3 separate regions of the Zea mays genome follow, and all the other regions are linked to region 3. A link is a contact called in public Hi-C data. All regions are on one chromosome and are shown on one strand. Each heading gives the region's core, a stretch centred on a gene start, on an enhancer-like site or on the middle of the called end of the contact. The rest is flanking DNA. Distances are from core to core; before and after follow the strand shown.

The links. Hi-C and Micro-C count contacts between places; a contact is called where the count stands out from the background.
Region 1: a Hi-C map of leaf shows a contact between it and region 3, with 7 times the contacts expected there. The contact joins the promoter of LOC100383513 here to the promoter of LOC103639232 in region 3. A contact is called at or near these places in 3 of 25 Hi-C or Micro-C datasets (ear, leaf and tassel).
Region 2: a Hi-C map of ear shows a contact between it and region 3, with 3 times the contacts expected there. The contact joins the promoter of LOC100191977 here to the promoter of LOC103639232 in region 3. A contact is called at or near these places in 3 of 25 Hi-C or Micro-C datasets (ear, leaf and tassel) and 1 of 3 datasets of contacts at active chromatin or transcription factors (leaf).

The regions. Positions count from the first base shown.
Region 1 is chr9:142,554,484-142,558,675 of Zm-B73-REFERENCE-NAM-5.0, reverse strand. LOC100383513 reads left to right here and starts at 2,044. Exons shown (of 4, transcript NM_001176161.1): 1 at 2,044-2,326; 2 at 2,438-4,192. The coding sequence starts at 2,440.
Region 2 is chr9:142,165,299-142,168,875 of Zm-B73-REFERENCE-NAM-5.0, reverse strand. LOC100191977 (argininosuccinate lyase) reads right to left here and starts at 1,465. Exons shown (of 7, transcript NM_001137401.1): 1 at 1,016-1,465; 2 at 346-609. The coding sequence starts at 1,327.
Region 3 is chr9:142,384,463-142,388,535 of Zm-B73-REFERENCE-NAM-5.0, reverse strand. It overlaps LOC103639232 (DUF4378 domain protein), which reads left to right and starts at 2,391. Exons shown (of 6, transcript XM_008662001.2): 1 at 2,391-2,637; 2 at 2,763-2,994; 3 at 3,088-3,146; 4 at 3,218-4,073. The coding sequence starts at 2,877.

The DNA of each region.
Region 1 (4,192 bases), core at 795-3,294, 170 kb before region 3:
GCCTTTTTTTCGTATTATTGTAAAACACATTCGTCATTTAAATGTTGCAGGGATGATTCAGCGCATTTACCTTTTCTTTGGGATTCTCTTCACCATATTTTATTGAGACAAAACTTCCATGTTTGATTGGATGGCTAAGAAATCTGTATCCTTGTTTGCTCTTATTATTCATGCGAATATTGTGTTATGTGTAGCCAGGTAGGGTCATATTAGTGTGTTTTGTTTCCAGCAATAGCTGAGTAGGTTCAGCTTAATGTTATTCTAAGTATGTCTCTGTATTTTTGTGTTATAGCCTTATAGGTGTACTTAACAAATGAAACAATAAAGAGGATGACATTAATGAAAGGTTTGATTAGTAAGTAATGTATTACTATTTTTCTTTGTTGAATTCGATACTCTGTATTTACTGTTTGCCAAGCAGCCCACATTTTTTTATATCTGCTTGTTGCTTATGCCTATATTGAGGGGCTGTTTGGTTACATGGAACTGAACTTTAGTGCCTCTCTTTTAGTCCCTAAATTACTAAATATGAGGACTAAAAGGGAATAAATCAGATTTCCTCCCATCTCTTTTAGTCCTTTTTTTTTTGATAATTTAGGGACTAAGGGACTAAAGTTTAGTCTCATGGAACCAGATTTGCTTTATTATTACTACCTATTAAGGCCCTATTTGGGATAGCTTCAGCTCCAATAAATTTGGTAGAGTTAGTGGAATATAGGTCATTAGGTGCTTAAAAAAATCATGGAGTTGGAGCTGTAAAACTTTAGAAGACATTTAGATAAGTCATTTTGTTTATTATTTAGACTAAAAATATTTTTAAAATTATTTAAATTGATATTATAAACTACAGCTTCACGCTGGAAGCTGGAGCTGGAGCCATCCCAAATACCCTAAAAACATATCCTGCGCTCCAGCTGCCTATAATGAATTCAATACTTTGTATTTACTTTTTGTTTTTTTAGGGTCTGCTTATACTGATCGGACAGAGAATTAATTTCTTTCATAATGATCTGCCTTCCTTGTGATTTCTATTGATGCATTCCAAATCTGACAGATCATGGCTGCAGTTATATGCCCCTGTCACAAAATGGATTATGGTTGTGATTGAGGTTTTTATCTACTGTACCATTTTTAAAATAGAAGATGAACTTATCTACTCTTCTCAAAACTCAAAAAGCATATTCTCTCAAAAAAAAACTCAAAAAACATAGTGAAAACAAACGACCTTTTTAACTAACCATTGCTAGAAAATATGACTAGAAACCTGGTTCTTGCCTGACAATATAGCCCACGTGCCTGACAGTATGCTCATTTTGTGGTAGTATAAAATGCATTCATGTTTGTACAATTCCCCGTTTTATAGACCATTACCACAACCTTGGAGCCTCCCAGTCTATTATCCGATAACCTTCAAACTCAAACATCGGCTCTGCAATTCACATGTCAGCGGCAAGGCTATCACTGTTTTGTTTTCAGTTCTAGCCTTCTAGGTCTGGTTGGGGACACACGGCTATTCTTGTTTGCTACCTGAACTTTGTCGTTGGCTTAAAAAAAAAGCTCGGGATATATACACACTGAAAAGAGTAAATCCTGGTGCTGTCAAACAACCGCGGGGCGGGGACCAGCGTCAGGAGACGGCAAAATTCTCATTTCCCTTTCGTCTCCACATCAGACTTCCCATCGAGTCACGGACACGTAAGGCACCACCACCACCACCAGGGCACGCCACTGAGCCGACTGGTTCGGCCGCGCGGCGACGCCATATGGCCGAACCCACCAAAAATCGACGGGGAAAACGCATCGGAATCGCCCGGTGGCCAAGCAAAAGTATGCGGGAAAAAAACGGCTGCAAATACCGCGGCGCAGGCGCTGCGGGCGGCGAGTCCAACTCCAAAACGGTCCAACGCCAACCCAACGGCCACCCCCACCGCACCGCGCACACCCACCCCTCTGACCCCCACGCTACGCCTACGCGTTTCGTCTCGTGAGGGGAGGGCGATGCGATAAAACCACCGCGTCCACCCCGCCCGCCCGTACCCGACGCGACGATGCTTCCCCACAACTCGAGCCCCTCGTAGCTTCCACCCGGCCCCCATCCGCGGCCTCCCTCCTCCGTTCCCCTTTCCCGTTTTCCTCCTCCGCTTCCCGATTCAACTCGCAACGCCGCCGCCTTCGCTGACCCATGAGCGGGCGCGAGCCGATTTAGGCCCGCCGCTACAGAGATTTCGAGAGAATTTTTGGGCTAGCGGGGTGTGAACAGAAACTTGGTGCCCCGCTGCTCTGCCTTTTGTCGTCCACTGTTTCGCGTCAATTCTCGCGCGAAAAGGCAAGTTCCAGCTGATTTGGGGGAAATTCGGGTAGTCCCGGGCCGGGATCCGTCGATTTGGATTTGCCTCGGGGGGAGATTGAGTGCTGATTTTGTGGATTTGATGTGCAGGGATGGGCACTGGAGAGGGGTCGCCGCCGGCGAGGCGGGGCATCAGCGGTAGGCGCCGTCGATGGCCGGACGAGGACGACGACGAGTATGTGCTGGAGGAGGAAGAAGAAGAGGATTATGTGGAGGAGCTCTCCGCCTCGAGCGCCGGCGAGGAGGGGGTGGATTCAGACGCCGAGTACCAGGAGGCAGAGGAGGAGGACGAGATCGAGAAGCCGCGCCCAAAGCGACCAGCGAAGGGCATCACATCGAGCGCCGGCGAGAGGGGATTGGATTCAGACGCCGAATACCAGGAGGCAGAGGAGGACGACGAGATCGAGCCGCCGCGCCTGAAGCGACCGGCCAAGGGCAGCACATCGAGCGCGGGTGAGGAGGGGTTGGATTCAGACGCCGAATACCAGGAGGCAGAGGAGGACGAGATGGAGACGCCGCGCCCAAAGCGACCGGCGAAGGACAGCACATCGAGCGCCGGCGAGGATGGGTTGGATTCAGACGCCGAATACCAGGAGGCAGAGGAGGAGGACGACGACGAAATCGAGACGCCGCGCCCGAAGCGACGGGCAAAGGGCAGCAACAGAGTACGGAAAGGAAAGGTGGATCTGGCCGCCGCACGATCTCGACGCCGGAAGTATGAGGAGGACGAGGACTACGAGGAGGAGGTTGACGAAGACGACGAGGTGGAGGAGGAGTACCATGATGACCTTGAGGAGGTCGAGGAGGAGGAAGAAGTGGCACCACAGCGGCCGAAGAGCATTGTGAAATGCGGTGCCCGTGGCCGGAATGTGAAGCTGTCTCTGGCAGCGAAGCGATCTCATCAGCGGAAGCAGGAGGATGATGAGGATATGGATTTTGACCCAGAGTTGGATGACGAGGAGGTCGAGATAGATGAGGATATTGATTTTGATCCCGATGTCGATGGTGACGAGGAGGATGAGTATCAAGACGAGGAGGAAGAGGAACTGGTTCCTGCCCGTGCCAGAAAGGTAACTGTAAAGAATCCGGTGAAGCGAAAGTCCATTTCAAAGAGGCGAACACCAAAGAAGAAGAAGAAAAATAGGGGATCTAAGGTTTCTAGGCGGAAGGGGGCTTCAGCTAAAGTGAAGAAATCAGCACCTGTTAGGAGGCGGAGAAAGCGTTCAGTGATAGATGATTACGAGGATGAGGATGTGGATGATGACGATGACGACGACTTCATTGTCGACGATGAGGTCATTGTGAATCGGCACCCCAAGAAGAAGGCCAGGATAGGGAGTGGGAGGGAGACAGTGGTGGACCCTCAAGTATCTATTGAGGAAGAGACATGGCCAGACCTTGAGTCAGACTCATCGGACTTTGAGTTTGCGACGTCCGATGAAGAACCTAACAATGTTGAAACACCTGTAGCTGAGCAGACTACAGTCAGAAAAGGGAGGAAGAAGAGGATATCTGAGTCAGAGTCATCCTCAGATTCTGAATTTGTTGTATCAGGTAAGGAATTGGAAGAATTGAGGGAGCCTGAGCCTCCAAAGGCTGCACCAAATCTGCATGTGTCCTTGAGAAGGATTTGTATTACAAGGCATGGAGAAGGCAAGGGAAAGGAGAAACAGGAACAGGAGGAGGCTGGGAAGCCAATATGCGGGATCTGTCTCTCGGAGGAGCTGAGAGCTACTGTACAAGGTGTCCTCAATTGTTGCTCACACTATTTTTGCTTCGCATGCATCATGGAATGGTCTAGGGTTGAGTCGAGATGCCCATTGTGCAAGCAGCGGTTCACTACAA
Region 2 (3,577 bases), core at 216-2,715, 220 kb after region 3:
AACATCAGCAATCAGGTACTCAAAACAGCTTTTCTTAAAGTCTTTACTTGAAAACATTAATGTATTATTTTGCATCAGTTCTACATCAAGAAGCAGGAAGGTTAACCAGAAGTTCTCTCAGAAATTCCTACCCTAAATTGACATTACAGAATGAAAAATAAAAAGAATCATTGGATTTTCAAACGAGCAAGATTTTCTTAATTGTTAGAATGGCCACGTGTTAATTGAGCAAAAAAGTAGAAAACAAAATAGTGCCACACTGGCAAGCAGTGAAAGATAGAAAAGAAATGTGAACATGATAGTGGCAGGACTTCATGAGCAACATAGAGTAAATTCAGAGCAAACCTGAAGCTGCTTGATACGAATCAAAATCCTGTCAATAGCATCACGGCACCATAGCCTTAGATCCGTCACAATTTGGTCATTGCGGCTCCTAGCAGTATGCAACTTCTTGGCTGGCTCACCAACCCTTTCAATTAGAGCCGCTTCAATGTTCATATGCACATCCTCCCGGTCCTTCCTCCACTCAAATTTGCCTTCTTGGATCAGCCTCTCTATCTGATCAAGCCCCTCTAAGATGATATCCCTATCAGTAGCTGTTATCAAACCCTGCATTGCAAATTATTCAGAAACCCAACTCAAATATTGTGATAATAAGCTTTTTAAGTAACATATAGCTTAAGGATTAAGACAGTCAATTTGATTCACCATTTCACCAAAATACAACGAACAACATTTCTGGTAAAACCTTGTGGGTAGTCAGATTAAACTTCCTCAGTGCCACCTGGCAGAAAGCTAGCGGATTTGAACACCTATGGATCCCAGCAACAGCATAGCAGAGGAGCACAACGAAGAAGCTGACATTTTCTCGAGCACATGGCGAGTAAGATGGTTCATAGCGGGCTGACCCCGACAAACAACCCCCAACCTGTCCGACGGAGCCCCAACCTGACGGGACATCCAGTTGGTCGAACACCTAGACGACACCGACCGCCGAGGAGCGTGCAGGATATACCTGGCCAGCGAGCATGGAGGCGTGGGCCTTGCTGCCCATTATGTCGTATTTGTAGAGCTGCCAGTCGTAGGATATGGACTCCGTGAAGCGCTCCACGGCGTCGGTGACGCCCTCCTCGAACCGCCCGCCCCACAGCTTGGTTTCCCTCTTATCTTCGCTCTCCGAGGACGCCATCGAGGTGGAGGCCGCCGCGACGAGCGGGAAAACGGCGCTGCGGTCCCGGAGGGTGACGCGACCGGATGACGGGGTTATGCGGGCACAAGAGGGCGAGGCGGGTGCCCGGAAGATTAGGGATTGGGAAGTGAATGCCATAGGCGTCCTCTCGCCGTTGTTTGACGCGGCGGCGCGGCGGCGTAGTAGGTGTTGGCTCGGGGGGTTTTGGCGATTGTCCTGAGGACAGTCCACACAGGCTGACCAGGGACTACCAGAGGCTATGACCTAGAGATCAGTGAGTCCGAACCCCTTCTCCGTTGGACACTTCTTTCGTTAATTTCATTATTTTCTATGAAATTAAACACTTAGGGCATGTTTGGAGGATCTCAAATCGGCTCCGACTACAGCTTTTAGAGGAATTCTCCCAAACGATCTCAAAAAAAAAAGAACTCTCAACAAAGATCATTAAAGAGTCAGAGCCATTTTTATAGAGAAGAGTTGGAGCCAAAAAAAAAATTGGCTCCTAGCGGCTCCTCTCACTCCTCTTCTCTCGCGTCAAGAGGAACTGTTTTACCAAACGATTTGTTAAAAAAACACTGACTCCTATAGAGAAGTTGTTCTTAAAGAGAAGTCAGAGCCGGAGTCACTTTTAGAGAGCCTCGTGTCAAACGGGGCCTTAGGTTATTCATAATGGGAGTTTCGTAGCACTATTTACAACGTTGTCACATTATCATAAGTGATATGAAACTATGAATGAAACAATGTTTCTCAGCGCAATATTACACGTCACTATTTCATATGCTACCATATCAATTAAATGTCGCAAATCAGTGGCCAATAGAAGTTAGTAAATTATGTGAATATGAAACAAATCATTCTTGATGGAGGTTTCACACGGTTTTTAAGACCTTGGAAACAAGTTGACATGGTTCATCCCCATGAAACTAATTTCATCACATGAAACTCGATCCTCTTAAATGCTATACTATGTTAAAAAAACTGACGTGATACACTATTAAATGTGCATGAAACCACCGCTCAGAATAGCCTTATTATTTTTATTATATATATATATATTATCAGTATTTTTGTGGATAATAGTAATTATTATTGAATATATTTTACAATAAACTTATTTAGAGATATAAATATTGTTAATATTTTCTATAACTCTAGTTAAATTTAGAAATGTTTACCTTGCATGTAACATAAGAACCCAAAGCGACACTATTTTGGGAGGATGGGAGTTTGTATTCAGAAAGATCAATTCCACGTCAACCAACGTTACGAGTATAGATGGCCAAAAAGCACGAGGCCCGTGAGCCCGGCACGAAGCCCGCTTTTTGGGCCCGGTCCGAGCCCGGCACGGTAGAATAAGCGGGCGGGCTTGACAGGAAACTAGGCACGGCGGGCTAGCCCGGCACGGCCCGTTTACCTCTAAGCCCGTTAAGCCCGTTTTTTTACACTAAAACGTGCTTACCGGCCCGTTTAGCCCGCTTTTCGGCCCGTTATTTCGTGCTAAACGGGCCGGCTCGGCCCGTTTAGACCCGCTGCGGGCCGGGCTTGGACAGAAACTTAAGCCCGCTGGCTCAGCAGGCCCAGCCCGGTTTTGGCCGGGCTTCACCGGGCCCGGGCCGGCCCGTTTGGCCATCTCTAGTTATGAGCTGGAACAGCTTACCGTTTCGGCGAGCATGACGGCGTGCACGCGGCTGCACACGACGTCGTGCGGCCACAGCTCCTCCGCCGCCGCAGCCACAAGTCGGGACTCGGCCGATTTGCTGTTGAGCCACAGCTTCGGGACCTCCTTAATCTTCATCATCGGCACCGCCTCCGCGTCCCTCTCCAACACCGTCCGTTTCGCTGGCGGCAGTGGTGGCTCGTTGACGTTGTCCAGCGATGACTTAGCTGAGGACTCCGCGGAGTTGTCAGTTGAGCTGCCAAGCATCTCAATGAGGCCCAATTCGTGCGTCGACAGCCGATCGCCCGTTTCCACGTCGACCACTTCCACCTGCTTCGGCTGCTGCTGCTGCATCTCCGGCGCGAAAGGTGACCACATCGAGTCCGTCGAGTGCTTGGCTGGCCTCGCCGAGGCCGGTTGCCGTCCCGTCGGCGCTGGCGAGTTGACAGCGGTGCTGCCGTTCTCCGTATGCACAGGAGAAGGTGGCTGCGTCACAGACGGGGTCGTCGCGGCCTGCAGCTTCTCCGACGCAGGGGAGCCAGGCGTATGCGTCAGCAGCGACGAAATAGGCGTGAGCGCAGGGCGCGGGGCGCTCACAGTGGCCGCTGCGGCTTTGGCCTGCCCCCGCTCCTTCTTCCTCCTGCGGAAGCACGAGCCGAAAGACGGCATACGCGGTTTCCGGTACTTCTTATTCTTCTTGTGCTTGTCGGTGGCGCCGAAGCCGCTCTGGT
Region 3 (4,073 bases), core at 1,142-3,641:
AGTATTTGGCGCTCCCAAAAGGCGTCAACAATAACCTAAAGCTGCATTTTGGCTAAAACTCTTAATACATTTATACTTTGGCTAAAACTTGTTAATGTCGCTACATACACCATTACATGATAGCAGTTAATTTATTCTGCATCAAAAGGAACTGTGGGACTGAGCTGAAATTCCAAAACTTGTTAATACCATTAACTTACACTGCAGTTCATTTCCTATATAAATGTTGCCATAAAAAAACCCAATAACCAGAAGCATTCGTAACTGTGTATGACTTTGGAAGTAACAGTCAATCGAAAGAAGATCCATTTTCAAGGGAAAAGGCTTCATGCAAAATAAAAAGACAAAGTTATTAATAGACATTTATGTTCAGATAGAGCAATAGAGCATTCTTGAAAACTAAAAGGTAAAAAAAGTTGTCCAAATATTCCACTGAAATCTGTAAAGCTAAAACCAGAGCTGCTAAAAATTATATTCAATTGAAAACTGGACAGAGCACATAATTTAGGCAATTTATGCAGATAGAGCATTCCATCAAAAAACTGAAATTTAAAACACTTGTTCAAAAATATTGCACTGAAAACAGAAAAGGTAAAAACATAGCCGTTCAAAAAATAGATTACATTGAAAAAAGAAACATAGCACATAATTTCAGCAAAGCAGATCATTCCTAGCCCCAACTTGTGTTGGGAGGTCGTTATCAGAAAATCGTCGAGTAGGGGGACTACGGCTGTCACCATGGACGTCAGGCCCGCTCGTAGAAGCACTGCCACTGCTACTGCCTACTGGGAGCAAGCTGTTTATAATTGGCACTGAAAAAGGTTAAGGATTCTCCCCGCCAGGCCGACACTGAGGGGTGGATATCCACGACGGCGTCGGCCGGATCTGCAGCCCAGCGTACGCATCTGGTCCCCTTCCCTCCCCTTGTAATCTTTCTCTCTAAGTGGGTGTTTGGTTTATAGGCACTAAATTTTAGTCCCTTCACTTTATTCTATTTTTGTTTATAAATTGTTAAATAAGGAAACTAAAATAGAGTTTTAGTTTCTATATTTAGTAATTTAGGGACTAAAATAGAATAAAATGGAGGGACTAAAAATTAGTTCCTAGAAACCAAACACCCTCTAAGTAGTGCCGTAGTGTTAGATTGCGGAGGCAGCGAGGCAGTTAAGACGGAATGGCTCTAGGAGCTGTTTCGACCGAGAGATTTTGGAAAGTCGAGTGATTCAATATTTAACTAGTTTTTTAGGAACACTCTATCCTATATAGAACTAATCTAAATAATAACAAATTAGTAACAAAGTGGCTTCGTTCTACCATAATTTAGAACTAAACACTATCTAAGATGGTCTTCGACGCAATTCTAAACATAGAAAAGATTTCATCACATATAGATTTTAACAGTGTCTTTTAAAACCTATTTCTCTCTACATAAAGCCTCTTTCTTCTCTCTACTCTATCTATTTTTATATTTTGACCAACGAATTAAACAACACAAAAAATATATAAGACATTTGAGGATGTAAAAAAATGTAAGACATTTTCTATATTTTTCTTTGTATTCTTTTTATCAAAATCAAGATGTTTCGACTCTACAAAAATTATCATAACATATAATTCAAAATAGGTGTAGTGTTTTATTACTTCACTGATCCAATGCTAGATAACTTGAATCTTATGAGCCCTGGTGGAATATATCGTGTTTCTATAATATTAATGCAGATGCTTACATATACATACCATTTGATAGCTCGATTTCGCCCTTCGACTTTTAGGGTCCATTTGTTGTGATTGAAGTCTCGCTGGTGGCAATGGTAGTTGGTAGGTGTTGTCGTGTTGACCTGCTGATGCAACAACGATCGTGGTGCCTCCCCCACCTACTCGCTACGACGATAAATTTTGGTCGTTCAGGAGTTAATTATTTTTAACTTTGACCATAATTATATAAAAATATTAATATTCATATTATAATTTAGTTTGATTACATAGATCTTTAAATCTATTTTTTAGTAAAATACTTGAAGATAAAATGTTGCTAATATATTTTATATATCTAGTTAAATTTAAGAAAGTTTGACTAAATACCGTAGCGACAAACTTTTGTGTACAGATAGCAAGACAGGCCCCAGCTGTCATATATCCACCCCTACTGTACTTCCAGCCCAATGATTTTCAAACTCCTCAGGCTCGGCCCCCCAGATGTCTTTGACTTGAGGTTTCAGCATCTGGCCTCGGCAGTCCGCACAACCGTCCATTCACCCCACGCATCAAGATCCGCGCGGCGTGTGCCAACTGCCACCCTCGAGTCGTGTGACCGATCCCCCCGCGCCCGCATCGATCAGGATTTGAAATGCTGTGCTTCTCCAAAAAGAGCCGTTATCTGCTTCCAAACCACCGCCGGGTGGGCCCCAGTCCCGCTCCTGCCCCGCGCGTCAGCCTTCCCCTTCCGCTTGGATCGTACGGCAGAGCGGGGCCCAGCGGCGCCTCCAAATTCGAAAGCACTAATTCTAGCGTCCGTTTAATAACCCCTCCCGTTTTAAAATGCCCGGCCTCTAGAGGCCTCCCCGATCTGATGCCCCCTGGCCGCCTCCCTGCCTCCTCGCCGCCGCCACCGCTTGTAGCCTCCGCTACGTAGACCACGTCAGTAAGCACAGTAGCACCAGACTTCCCCTCTCTCGATTCGCTTCACGAGTAGACGAATGCTTTGGTTCGAGGACGCCGCCATCGACCTTAAGATTCATGGGCTGACAGTCTGTTCTGCGCAGGTGTATTTTCTTGTTTGATCTGGAGCATGCTGTATCGGTGATTTTCTCCTTCTTTTGCCGACGCTGCGGAGCGGCGAGGAGTTTTGATTCAGCTGTAGAGAGATTCTAGGATCTATGGGGTCCGAGAAGGGTGGAGCCAAGGTTATTGGCGGCGGTGGAGGAGGAGGCGGGATCTTCAACCTATTTGATTGGAAGCGAAAGTCACGCAAGAAGCTGTTCTCCAACTCGCCAGGTATGGGTCTGTAAGAATGCCTCGCTTCCTGGAAGGAAGAGCTCTTGTATCTGATTAATGTTTTTTTAATCTGGTCTCATGATCCGTTTGCAGAGGCGTCTAAGCTTGTCAAGAGGAGCGAAGAAACCTTGCTGTCAGTGCGTCTCCACTTGGTGAGTGATCTTTGGGCAGTCTTGTGAAGGGGCGTGCGTTCACTAATGTTTAGGTGGATGCATTTGTGTAGGGTGATGAAGATGAGGGGATTGGTGTATCAAGCTTCAAGGGAAGCAGCGACTACAGCTGTGCGTCTTCAGTGACCGATGAGGAAGGGCGTGAGATGAAGGCGCCAGGTGTTGTGGCCAGGCTCATGGGCCTGGACGCCATGCCCACCTTGGGTGTTCCAGAACCGTACTGCACACCGTTCCGAGACACAATATCATTCAGGGACAGCCACAGCCTCAAGAGGAGCCCTGAGTACTCAACGAATGACCAATTCGGTCATGTTCCTCGAAGAGTTGATGGATATATCAGGAAGCCATTGGATTTCAGAGCACCAAAGATGCCAAGCAGCCCGATTGAAAGGTTCCAGATGGAAGCATTGCCACCAAGGTCCGCAAAGCCTCTACCAATGTCTCACCATAGATTGTTGTCCCCCATCAAGAATCCAGGTTTCACTTCAGCGAGGAATGCTGTCCAGATCATGGAGGAAGCAGCCAAGATTCTTCAGCCAAGGGCACAAACAAGCTCTAGGGAGAAAGTATGTTCTTTTAGCCCGGCGCGGATTCCTTTGAGAGTTTCGGAGCCAAGAGAGAACATCCCTTTTTCTCAGAGGGCTGTGCCTCTGAAACCGCAATCATCCAGGACTGCTCCTGAGCTGCCAAATGTGAGAATCTCTAGAGCACAGCAGATGAACCGAAGCTGGAATAGTGAGGAGGATATTGTCATATTCAGACCATCGGTTGATTCTTATGAGATTAATAATCCTAGTTGTTCTAAGAACAACAAGGGAAAGTCTGTTTCATTGGCAGTCCAGGCAAAGAACAACGTCCAGAAGAGGGAAGGCGCAACTGGTTCTGGGAGGAATTCACGAGTACAAAAAG